Linked DNA regions of Capsicum annuum: region 1 is linked to region 2. A link is a contact called in public Hi-C data. All regions are on one chromosome and are shown on one strand. Each heading gives the region's core, a stretch centred on a gene start, on an enhancer-like site or on the middle of the called end of the contact. The rest is flanking DNA. Distances are from core to core; before and after follow the strand shown. Region 1 holds the start of LOC107842421. Region 2 overlaps LOC107842448 (sodium/hydrogen exchanger 2).

Region 1 (6,377 bases), core at 3,730-6,229, 120 kb after region 2:
TTTACTAAAGTTCAGAAATATTGAAACTAGTTATGCTTGTTGTAAATGATTTTTGCAATCATAAGATCAAATTATACTAAATTATTTGGAATCATGCTTAATTTGGATAAATCATGTTAAATTCTTTATAGAATAGCAAATTAAGATTTCTGACAATATAATTCATGCATAAGTATATAATTCAAGAAAAAAATCATAGGAAAAACATGCTACAATAAAGATCATGGAGTGTACATGGGAATGAGTATAAACCCTAAATAATAAATTCATAAATCCATAAAAAAAATTGAAGTTTTCTGAGCATAAGGGAGAAAGAAAACCCTTGCTGAAAATCTCATATACTTGGACTGAGTAATCCTTGCTAAGAACTTGAGAATGCAAGAGTTTGGAGAAGAACCCTAACTTTTGCTTGAGAGGTTTAAGAGAACCTTTTTCTGACATGAAAGGTTTAAAATTAATGAAATGAAAAGAGAATCAACTATTTAACCTTTATTCTCCTTCTGTGATAGCTAAAATATTGTAGTTTAGGCATTAGGAAATAAGGAAAAGACTAAGCTACACCTGAAAATCATTTTAAAAGCTACTGAAATGCATACCATGAGTCACTATATGACTCGTAATATGACTTATGACTCATACATGGACTCGTAGTTCCTCACCCTTTGGTTGATTGATTCTAAGGGTACGGGTCAACAATACAACCCACACATTAGTTTCATGAGTCGTTTATTGACTCGTGGTTCCTAGATCCTAGTTTTATCTTGGGGGAATGATTATATTCTATGATTCTTGAGATCTACCTATGAGTCGTGGTGTGGACTTGTGATCCTTGAGAGAAAATACATATCTCTATAGTTCTCATTAGTATGAGTCATTGCACAACTCATACATTCACTCCACGACTTGTACAATGAATCATAGTGACTGGAACCTTGATAAAATTTTGGTCAGCTTACCATGAGTCGTCCCATGACTCGTAGTCTCACTATACAACTCGTATAGTGAGTCATATTATTTAAAAATTTTAATTTTCAACTGATTGTCTAATCTAAGTTTGAGTTTAAACATAAAAAAATTTTGGAGTGTTACAGTGAGTATACATGATTAGGGTGAATACAGGTCTTAATATATGTCAGTAATGTGTATAACAATTCAATAATGCAATATGTGAATCAGTCTTCCCAAATCACAATCAATCATTAATACAAGCCCTCACACAGTATCACAATAATACACCATTCCTTTTACTGTCATAACAAGAAAAGCCCCCACACGGACACTACAATAACTAAACTATCTCTTTTCTATCATAAATTATTAATTCACCCAACTCATAAAATACTTTACAAGATAAATTTCCATCCAAGCAAAGTCTGAAAAAAATTAAGTCAAAACCTATTTCGAATCTAACCCAAGTCTCAAGAAAATCACAAACTAGTCTTCTCTTTTTGAACGAGCTTAGCGTGTTCCCAATTTATCAAATGCACTCTACATATAAACACGAGTTCAACAATGCACATATTGCTAAGTTATAATTTGGGCCCAAAATGTCAATCAAAATACACTCCCTCAAAAATAAATGATAAAATTAAAATTTTATTCAATAATTAATTTACTCATAACTTAAAGGAGTTCAGATCTAAAATCTCATCAAAAATAGTGTTGAAATCGATCTTGAAATCATCAAAATAGCATACTTTAACTTTACCGAAAAAATCTCAGAATTTTAAGTTGAAAAAATAAGATTTTAGGATGAAATTGTGAAATAATCATTGGGACATATTCAATTTAGCATAAAAAGCTTACCCATAGGTTAACTTGAATATGAAGTTTGATAAAAAAAAAATAAGATTAATTTTTAGACTCGAAATCATTAACCTTGATTTAACCCCAAAATTGAGGTAAAATAGTGAGGTAAATAAAAATCTACGGTTGGAAAACTTACTTCTTTTCAAGAAAGAAAATGCATAAAAAATCGCTCAAAATGAAGCTCTAGAGGTCCAACAATAGAGGAAAGAAAATGACAAAAAATGATAAGACAATTAGTATTGTAGCACGATTAGAGCTATAACGCTCAATTGGCGCAATCGCGCTGAAGGCGCCCAACCTCTTCAATAATATCGCGCTACACTGCCGCGATAGTGCTTCAAGCATCCGAGTCCTCCAGTGCCATCACACTACCCTAACACTGTTACCACTGAACAAATATTATCTTTTAGTGTAATCATGTTACCTTAGCTTGATCACGCTTGCACTAGAAATTTTAAACAAAAATACAGTTAATTTCTAAACTTATTTTTAACACCCAAAACCACATTAGATATAAATCAATAATGCAAATCAATCATAAAAATATTTCAGACTAAATCAGATCATATGATTAACTGATGGAGGCCGTTTTCAATGATTGTTGACCGAAGTCAACTATAGACTAAACTTTCAACATTTCGTCTAAGCTCTCAAAATCACATTGAAAATCTCGAGTCTCAAACAAAAAATTTTTTTGAAGCTAATGAAACTGAAGGAATTCTCATACGACGTTCAAATCTCTAAATGTTGACCAAAGTTAACCCTATTAACTTCAAAATCTTCTAAAACCAACAACTTGTAATAAACCCAACCAAATGCCTGAAGAGTTGAGTTACCCACTCTCATAACTCATAAATACTATGAAGCAACTACAAAAAGGACTAAAATTATCAAAACACCAAAAATTCTAAAAATCACTGTGAAGATTGTTACACAGTCAAAGCATCGCAAGTGTGGTTGCAGTGTGGTTGCACCAGCACCAGCAAACCAACAACAATTACAACCAACAAAATAACTCAAAATCAACCCTCGAAACTAACTCAAAATTTTGTGAACACAAATTAATTATGCTAGTAGATTAAAAATGATATTTCAGACTCAATAAATCATCAAAATACCAAAGCGAGACCGTCTTCAATGATTGTTGACCGAAGTCAATCCTATGCCTTAACCTCTCAATTTTTCAATCAACTACTTGAATTTCATGTGAACGTCTTAGGAACCGAACCAAAAGTCTCACTTACTCAAAAGTGAAATTTCAAATTTATCAGAACTAAGAGATTTCTCATATGACCTCGATAACACCAAATGTTGACCAAAGCTAATCATACCAACTCCAAAATCTTTTAAAATAAAAAAAAACTCAGATAATACGAACCACTTCGAAAATCATGGCAGCCACACCGCAGATCATAAAATCATAAAACAACTACAAAGAGGAATAAAATGATCAAAATACAAACAAAATTAAAAACATACAATGAAGATTGTAACATATAGTTTAAGGACGATATTTAGTCATTATAAATTTTTTATTAATGCCTTAGATTACCCCATCGCCTCTAAGTAAGCATTAGTAAATACTTTACTTTTTCATTTGTCAACTAGGTATGTTGTTCTTGTTGTTTAAATCGAAAGTTTTAACCTTTATAAGTTATGATTTAATGATAGTTATGAGTTAATATCTTGTTTTTTCAAACCACATTTTGTTGGTTTAATACTTAAATTATGGATCGCTGTTATTCTTAAGCTATAACATTTTCTATCTAAAATTCTTGTGCAATGTCAAATGATTGAGATAGCGGCCTCACTCCCTTTTATAATGTGTGGAAACTAAATATAACTACTCTTTTCAGTAGTAATTTTGAATTAATACATGCACTTTTTAATTTAATTTTTAGCTCTCTCCCACTATAAAAAGAGTGAAATCATTTTTCATTCATTTGATACTAAAAGAGGTTTTAGATATGATAGTTGAGGGGATAATAACACCTTTTACTTTAAAAGTATTAAACTAACAAAAAAAATAAAAAATTTAGAGGAGTCTATTAACTTTAAAAATAACATCAATTTTAATCAGGCATATGACCATAGCTTTTAAATATTTTTTATTTATTTGAAATATTAAAGTTGAAATTGTAGTACATGATTATATTTTTGGTAACTAAAAATTACACAAATACACAACTTATATTTTCAATATTATAAAAAATTCCAACTCCCTAAACATATTACAAAAATTCCAACATATACGCAAAATGCTATGTATATGTCGGTTATGTTATGTATATTAATAGGGAGAGAAAGTAAAATAATTTAAAAAGTGGGAGAGAGTATAATTACTTCTAAAATGTTGATATTTATGTTATTATACTTTTTGTAAAAGTATTTGGAATAATATGCACCCATAAATGTACTTTAATATAATTTCAAAAGTGAAAATAAGTTGTTTTTCAAATTTGAAATCCAACTCTAAATTAAATTTGAATTTTTCATCGTCAAATATTATTTGTCATATAACATAAAAAATTATTTTTTAAAAAAATAAATAATTTTATGATCAAACTATTTAAGTATGAAACTTGTAAAACATGATTATTTAAGGAGTCCTATGTGTAAGATAAGGTGTAATATCTTATGATTATACAACAACAACAAACCCAGTATATTCCCACATCGTAGGGTCTGGGGAAGGTAGAGTGTACGCAATCCATACCACTACCTCTAAAGAAGTAGAGAGACTTTTTCCGATAGAACCCCAGCTTAAGACAAAGTACAGTATATATATATATATATATAAATGCATGAAACATGATAAAATAACATAGATATGACATCCACAAAAAATATTGAACACTGCCAAACAAGAAGGACACCAAAAGCCCTCCTACCTACTACCTACGACTCAACCACACACCCTAGGTAATATCTTATGATTATATTTAACACAAAATTAATACTCTACCATGTTTGATAGATGCTATAAATCTTTTTTCAGATTTAATTTTGTATATCCTACCTTATTCATTTAGTTTGAGAGTATTTTATCCTATTTCTTAAATAACATAAATTAATCCAAATTTATAATCTCATATTATAATCCCAAAATAATTTAATCACCTACCACAATAACGTAACATTTTTTTTTAGTCGTTTAACTCAAATTTTACTTTACTATGACGTACGCACACTTCACCATCCTTCGTTAAACAGGCCTTTGCTTCCTTGTTTGCCACCTCTTCTGTTTTTCCCCTTCACCTCTTCATCGGCGACGTTACTTCTCTTATCAATGCCGACTTCTTCAAGGGATTTCTAGGGTTTCAATGACTCGCATTGCCATTTTCTCCCCCATTTCTTCCCTCTTCACCTTTTTCGAACTGAATTTCAGCTTTCTCTCCCCAAATTTCGTCCACATTTTGCTAAATTCCCTTTGTTTACCCACCGAGTCGTCGTATCGAAATTCTAAGTGATCATCTACGGTGAAATCTGGTAATGTCGCTATGTTATCCGTTTCTTCACTTAATTTTTATTTTTACAGATTTAAAATTGATTTTAGCTTTTTCAAAAGAAAAGAGCAGTGAGATATTTTTAATTCTATTATATTATCTTTTTCAAAAGAAGATCTATTTCTTTTTTGATAACCATGGTGTCCCAGCTAGCTTACACGCACCTGACTAATTCTACGGGACAACTGCACCGCCCACCATCAATAGGTGTCAGCTAACTCTGTCTTAATTCTGTTATATTATAGGTTTTATAATGATCCAATTGAAGCGTAACTCATCAATTGTTTCGTCAATTCCACAATTTACTGTGTATATCTCTTGTTGATAATTTGTATAGAAACTTGGATAAATAAGTACTATATAATTTGGTATTTTTGAGGTTTATCTATCTAAGAAATTATAGTAAAATTGTTTGAAGATGTTACGTAAAAACTGAACTTTTCCACTGTTTGTCCAATTAAAGTTTACTTTCGTAGTGGCATTGTGCCATACCAACACTGCAGTTCATGATCAATGTACTTGACATACCAGTTTTCTGGGTGCCCACTCATAGATTTTTATTTAGTTTTTTCATTCACATAGTGCTACATATAAGGACATGCATTTTTGGTTCCTTTATGAAATGTGACCTTTTGCATTCTTTATTTGTTGTTGGATGAGTGAAACATTTTTTCATGGGTACTCGTGGCATTTTATTGGATAGATTTTGATAATTCAAGTTGTAGTTTTACCTGAAAGTAACTTCTCCAGAGTATTACTTGGGTTAGGTTCCCATAGGTTGACAACCAATCTAAGCATGGTCTAACAATGATGAATACTTCTAATGCGCACAGAGGGGAATGGAGATAGTTTATATAACCAACTCCAATTAACTTGGGATTGATGAAAAGTAACTGATGATTGAACGCGGGAGGCTTCCTCAATTTTATACCACTTAAAGTCTTAAACTTTACTTTTATGGTTGCTACTCTCATCAAAGTTTTTTCTCCCACAAACAGATACCCTATAACATGTTCTTTTAATGAATTTGTCAAAGAGCTTACATCTCCTTTACAAATGGGT
Region 2 (6,757 bases), core at 2,749-5,248:
ATTGAAAAATTGACCAAGACTTGAAATTGGACAACAAAAGTTGTGTGCAACCGAGACCAATATGTGGCTGCCATATCATCATGTTTTACTGTTCACACAACATATTTAAGCTCAAATTTTAGATTTCTTAGTTTCCGTTTGTTGTTTCTTAGTTTCAATTTCGTTGGTTCCAATACTAATTGGCAAACTAGTACTTATCTACTAGATTGTTAGTTAGTTTTGTGTTCGTTCATTCGTGTTACACATTTTTTGTGTGCTTTTCTCTTTTGTGAAATCATTATATCTTGTTGGTTTAAGTACATAACAAATTTTGCTTAAGTCAACTCAAACGAAAATCTATTCCGAGCAAGAGTAGACTCGACCCTCAATCACACACGAAGTACAAGCCGGCTTTCAACACTTGTGAAACCAAGTGTGAGACGATCAAGTGTGCGAGAGTGTGGTGAGGTTGTTTTGAACTAAATTGTGTTTTGTTTTGTAGGTGTTCTTTTCTTTCTTTTTTTAGGTACAACTACAAGGAAATACGCGGCTTCCACCTCTCAACCCATGGACAACAATGCCACCAATGTTATTTTAGCCTACCTTGACATTATGTCCCGAGACCTAGTTATGGCAAATGAAAGGTTGGATCGTATGATAGGTCAAAGGGAGCAAGTGGGCTACTCGAACACACGTCAAGAGGAAGGTCGTAGCTCATGTGAGCTACAAAGTAAAAACAATGTTCCCTACACTCCTATGAACTTAGAATGTTGTGTTGTGGCTAGTAGTGGCCAATTGGATGTAGTTGTGGATTTACCTAGAGTAGAGGTATTTGAGTCTCCCTATGGTGATACTCTTGGTGTTGTTAGGTTACGTGAGGACCAAACTCTTTTTGTAAGTATGCAAGCACTAGTTGATCCTTTAGATGACGAAATTGATTCTTCTTGTAAGAATGATTAATGTCCATCTAGTGCTAGCCCTTATAACTTGAACAAGGTTCTATTACCAATTGAAAAGAGTACTCACACACTAGTTGACCCTTGTGCGAACCAAGGTGAGTCTACGTTAGTATGTGAGTTGCCAACAACTAGTGAGGATGTGAATGAAGATCAACTTACTCATGAATTTATTCCACTACTTGAGCATATGTGTAGTGTGCTTAAAAAATCTCAAGTTAGTGATGGTGTTTATAGAGTTAATCTTGATGGTGCACGTGACTCTTCGAACATCTTGTATGGTAAAAGCCTTGCTAGTAGTTTTGTTCATAGAGATCATGTGTATGAAAATGTTGTAAATGATGGCATATGTCTTTTTGAGGTAGGACTTCTAGGTCGTGTCTCTCTATTCTTAAATGTTAGTCTTCTCTTAAAGGCAAATGTCATACATGGTTGTGGGAGTGACATTCTAGGGGAAGGAAGGGCTAACCTCGGCTTAGACCCTTGGCTACTTCTCCCATTTGACCCCGGCACCCTCCGGGAATATGGGAATTTCTACACTTCCTACTTGATGCTTGGTCAAGACGACAAGCAATGTTTAATTGTAGGTGCTAATAAAAGAAGGCAAAGTTCTTCCTTTTCTCTTTTTGTTGATGATGACCTCTTCCTTTGTGCCATTTATACTAAGGTTTTCATGTTCAACACATAGGACCCGTGGGTATACTCCAAGTTTTTCCCACCTTGGCATGGCATGTGATGTGTAATTTTTGCTAACCCTAACCCCTCATGTCATGAGGATGTGTGTTTGTTTGTCTTCTCTTGATTTTGCAAGGTACGGATTCGAGGTCAAATCCTTTCCAAGAAGGGAAGAATGATACGAGTACGACCATGGAGGTGGGTGAGTGCGAGAGTGAATGAACCCGAGACTTGGAGTGTACATGTGAAATGCAAAGGAAGGCCTAACTAGGCTCCAAAATCCATCCATACAATGCACTCCAAGGGAGTCCACTTGAAGACTTTGGCTAAAGGGTCATTCTGGACATTTCACACTATTCTTGTAATACACTATAAATACAACCTTCTAGGGATTCATTCATTAGATTTTGATGATGATGAATGTTGTATAACATTGAAAGACAAGTCCACTCTCCTTGAGGCACAAATCTGAAATTGTAACTAGGAAAATCAACTTGAGTGTGGAATCACTCGTGTTGGATTCAAGCTCGGAAATGTTGGTCCTTGGGAGATCGAGATCCCTCTTGTGCCTATGTAGGAGATAGGTTAGTGTTGTGTGTAGTACTAAAGGTCCAAGGGTGTAACAATTCTTGGGTTGTTAATATTATTCCCTCATTTGGTCTATCTATCTATCTTTATCTTATTGTACTTTATAGATTCATAGTGGACTGTTTTGTGTCCTTCTTGAATCCACAATTTCTTCTCATTGTGTTTATCTTGTTATCATTGTGTTGCTACTAGTGTCAAATGCACCGTTGTTATCTCGTATTGTTGTTGTAGTAGTGAATCCGAGAGTGGTTTCCATCTTAGTCCTCAAATCCTTAAGATTAGTGGACTATTTTGGAGTTGTTTCGTGTTTCGTTATTTTTCCCGTATCACCTCCCGCCGTTCTCACCCAGGTCTTCCCTCCATCGTACATATCCTTAATAGCTCTAATGTACGTCATCGGGACCCCACTCACCTCCAAGCACCTCCAAAGAACCTCCCTCGGGACTTTATCATACGTCTTTTCGAGGTCGATGAACACTATGTGTAAATCCTTCTTCCTTTCTCTATACTGCTCCACTAATCTCCTCACCGGGTGGATTGCCTTTGTAGTCGAGCGACCAGGCATAAATTCAAACTGATTCTCCGAAATAGACACAACCCTCCTCAACCTTCGCTCGATCACTCTCTCCCAAATCTCATAGATTAAACTATCCCGGGATTATAATCCTAAGGGATCGTTTGGTGGAGGTATATAAAAAGTCCTAGTATAAAATGAAGGACTATTTGATTCCCTGTTTTGTGTGAGGTGTTAGTTAATACCAAAATTATTTATCTCAATATTTACACCAAAGTGATGAAATAAGTTATCTCATATGCATCGTGAGATCACTAATCCCGAAATTAATTATCCCAGAATAAATCTTTTCCAACCAAACAACCTCTAAGGCTATAATTCCTGAACTATCCCATGTGGGATGTTGTAGAGTATAATCGCGGGATGGGATAAGATATTATATCCAAGACTAAATTTGGTATTAAGATTATAACATGTTTGGTTGAAGGTTTAGTCCCGAATAAATTTATACCATCAACCAAACATGATACTCCCTCCGTTTCAAAATAAATGAATTGTTAAAGTATTTATTGGAGTTTCAAATTAAGTGAATCATTGAATTTTTTTCTAAATTTACCCTTATAATTTGACAACCAATTAACTTTTAAAAAATATTACAAGGTCAATTTTTTCTTTTTTAGGGGTAAAAATGAAAAGTTATGTTAAATTTATGTCTTTAATGTTTTTCCTTAATCTGTGTGCCAAAATTCAATAATTCATTTATTATGAAAGGGAGGGAGTATAAATTAGTATCAATCTTAATCATGAGATATTCCACCTACCACCTTATGTCGTGTACCAAACGAAAATTAACCTAGAAATTTTCCAAGAGGATTCACCAGGAATTTGTATCAAAGCAACTTTCCTGAGCAATAAGAATGTTACAACCATGTGAAACCTACATATCAAGAACCAATCTCTAACCTGTAGCAGAATTTTACAAGATAATTAAGGTAGCTATGCCACATGCATTTCAGAATATACACCTATTTGGTGTTCTGATAAATTAACCCCCAAAGAAAACCTCCGTCGGGGAGAAAACCTAGGAATTCCGACAGAAATTGTCAGCAATGACCAAAAGCGAGAACTGCGCTGAAAACATGATCACCCAAATGAATATACTTATCTGCAACCCCTATAAACTAGACAACCCCTTTTTAACCACATTGGAAACACTCAAAAGCTATTAACAGAAAGCAAAACCTCAAACCAAAAATCTGCCATATTCCCTCCCCAAGGCCGATTTTCTGCAATCAGCATCTCCAGTAATGCAACTAGTGATCACTTGGTTCAGTCGGTGATCCTGGAACAAAAGGTACAAAACCTCGTCCACCAAAAACAGGACGCATGAATGCGTTGTCAAACCTTCTCCAGTAACGATGCACAGTGTGAGATGGTGTTGATAGGAGCATCCGCAAACTGTGAGGACGGGGTACATTTTGGCCGAGATCAGCTTCTGAGTCGTGCGTACTGTCAAGAAGTGGCACAATGAAGGATTTTGGGGTCGTCGGTTCAGAAGAGATCATTCTGCTCAAATGTCTTGGCGAGGGCAGCAATAATCTAATTAAAGGTTTTGTCATCAACCCAAATACCTGCAAAAGACCAAAAACAAAGTGTAAAAACTCATTCAAAATGTTCCACTTTTCCTCAAGTCTTTTCTTTTTTCTCGAATTGTTTCTTGTTGAAAGAATGAGGTCTCAGATGAAATCATTACTTGGATGCATCATTTGAATCAGGATGTAGTTACTCTCAATAAAATGTACACATCGATGTAACCTAAAACCATTTCTGACATATTTCACTCCTATGCTGCTACCACAGACTGCCAGCATGACCACCATCAACAATATTAGAGCTCTACTAAGGGGTTTGTAATTTCTATTTGGAGTCACAGAGCTCTACTAAGGGATTTGTAATTTCTATTTGGAGTCGCACAGACTTTGGTTCCGAGGATTTTGCTGCATACATAACCAGTCAAACACATGGATTTTGAGAAGTTTCTAAATCTTTCACGAGTAGAGAAGTGTCCGCCAAGTGCTAGAGGAATATTGTTGCCAGCCTGCCTGGTCTAAAATTTTGTTTGAAAGCGCATGTTATTGAAGTTTCCAGAAGAAAAAACTTAAGATGCTCAATTTCATGACCATGAAGGAGCACGCTTTTTATTGTATGTTTCTCTACTTCATGAATGTATGTTAAATGTATACAAAAAGATATAATCTTACCCCTGTGCTGAAAAGGACAACAGTGATGGTACTTGTGATCATTATCGCGTTGCCACGTAACTGAGTATGACCTCCCCTAGTAAACTGCAAGCATAAAAATAAGGAATCATCAAAAACTTTCGAAGACTAAATGCAACATGAAAAAAAGGTTCCACCAAACTTGAACAGAGTGACATCGGATAATTGTAGTTTACCTGATTATAAGCAAGAGCCACTGAAACAGCACCTCGCATAAGTCCTGCCCACCATATTATAATCTGCAAAATCATCAAAAAGATATAATGGGAGACCATATGATTTGAGGAACTTTTAGAGTAACTAACAGGTTATTAGCACATACTTGCTGTTTAAAGCTAATCTTCTCCTCTGGAGACTTCTTGATCAAGTTGGACAAAGATGACAGGGGGAAAACAAAGGCTGCCCGTCCAACCAAAACAAGACCCAACAGTATTGAGCTAACTTGAACTGATAATTGAGGGCTGCAAATAGATTTTTTTAAAAAAATTAAATTAATAATGTAAGTCTTTTTCCACTTGCATATAATCCTATAGTATATGATGAACTTCAGTGACATAGAAATTCACCTGTCGCTTACAAATCTCCACTTCTCGATGTCCAAAGCATCCATACCAACATAAAGGAATATGAATATTTCAGCAATAAATGATAATGTAGCAAACGCGTGCCTGGGAAACAGATGAAGATAATATGTTAGGATTAAACCATCTCACGGGAGAAAGAGGAGCAATTGAATACACTCCATCAAAATAGTTCGGGAAGTTGGATGACATACTTGGTAGTGACTCTTGAGCTCTCAGTCACATTATGCCAGGTGTAGTGAGACATCACGATCCCAGAGAAAAACACAGTAAGGATTGCACTTAAATAGAATAACTGCAATTGACATAGTTTCAAACTTTCAGAGTAATAACTTTTATTGAAAGAGAAATATTCCAAGAAAGGAAGTGATTTGACTTTCCTTCAGACAGAGAAAAATGTTAGCAAGCTACTTAGTCGAGAAACTTACTTCAGCAAGCATGTATGATAGGTATGCCATAAGTATCATTATAGCAACCTCGCGATCAGTGGAGTGCCTGGAGATCATCAAGAAGTAAGTAATCAAAGTCCTTTACGAAGAGACAACATGTTTCTTGTCAATCATATAAGCTTAAATTCTGCAATCTAAGAGAGAGAAAAATTCTAAGAAGACACCAATAGTCAATTTTTTTGACTGTCGTTTGCACAAACACCAATTACCAACTTCAGCATTAACATGTATTGTAAGACATTATTTTATTTGTGGCCCAATTAATGTAAAGCCCATAATTAATATTTAATAAAGAACAGATCTTGTCCATACACTTGGACGTACAAAATTAAGTCTTAACCTCTATAAATGATTCTCCCTTCCCCCATTAGGCTTACCACAAGTTCTCTACATCTTTTCCACCACTGACGGTTGTGGTAACGTAAGGCTAGGCAAGGAGGTTGAAACCTGTTTCGCGACTAACGTTTCCGCTCTTCTCTAAAGGTCAAATGATGTGTAAGCTAAAGAAGTCAATATATGGACTCAAACAAGCTTCCGATAATTGTATATAAAATATAATGATACCATAACATCTTTTGGATTTAAGGAGATTACTGTTGATCGGTGTATATACCAAAAGATTAGTGGAAGTAAGTTTATATTTTTAGTCATGTAAACAATATTTAACTTGTTGCTAATGATTTAGGCATATTGCGTGAGACAGACTTTCTCTCTATGAATTTTGAAATGAAAGGTA

What was found. Hi-C and Micro-C count contacts between places; a contact is called where the count stands out from the background.
Region 1: a Hi-C map of leaf shows a contact between it and region 2, with 2.7 times the contacts expected there. The contact joins the promoter of LOC107842421 here to the enhancer-like site in region 2. A contact is called at or near these places in 3 of 5 Hi-C or Micro-C datasets (bud, leaf and placenta).

The regions. Positions count from the first base shown.
Region 1 is chr1:182,800,173-182,806,549 of UCD10Xv1.1, forward strand. It overlaps LOC107842421, which reads left to right and starts at 4,980. Exons shown (of 12, transcript XM_016686289.2): 1 at 4,980-5,298.
Region 2 is chr1:182,676,478-182,683,234 of UCD10Xv1.1, forward strand. LOC107842448 (sodium/hydrogen exchanger 2) reads right to left here. Exons shown (of 15, transcript XM_016686299.2): 9 at 6,001-6,067; 10 at 5,767-5,867; 11 at 5,558-5,659; 12 at 5,314-5,452; 13 at 5,168-5,230; 14 at 4,974-5,057; 15 at 3,597-4,343. The coding sequence ends at 4,026. Among protein-coding and RNA genes, the nearest start is that of LOC107842448, 7.8 kb to the right of the region's middle. Within about 2 kb of position 3,999, at least 4 of the 5 cell types and tissues checked have an H3K27ac peak or open chromatin away from gene starts, as enhancers often do. A contact at or near this core is called in bud and leaf, where this site is marked.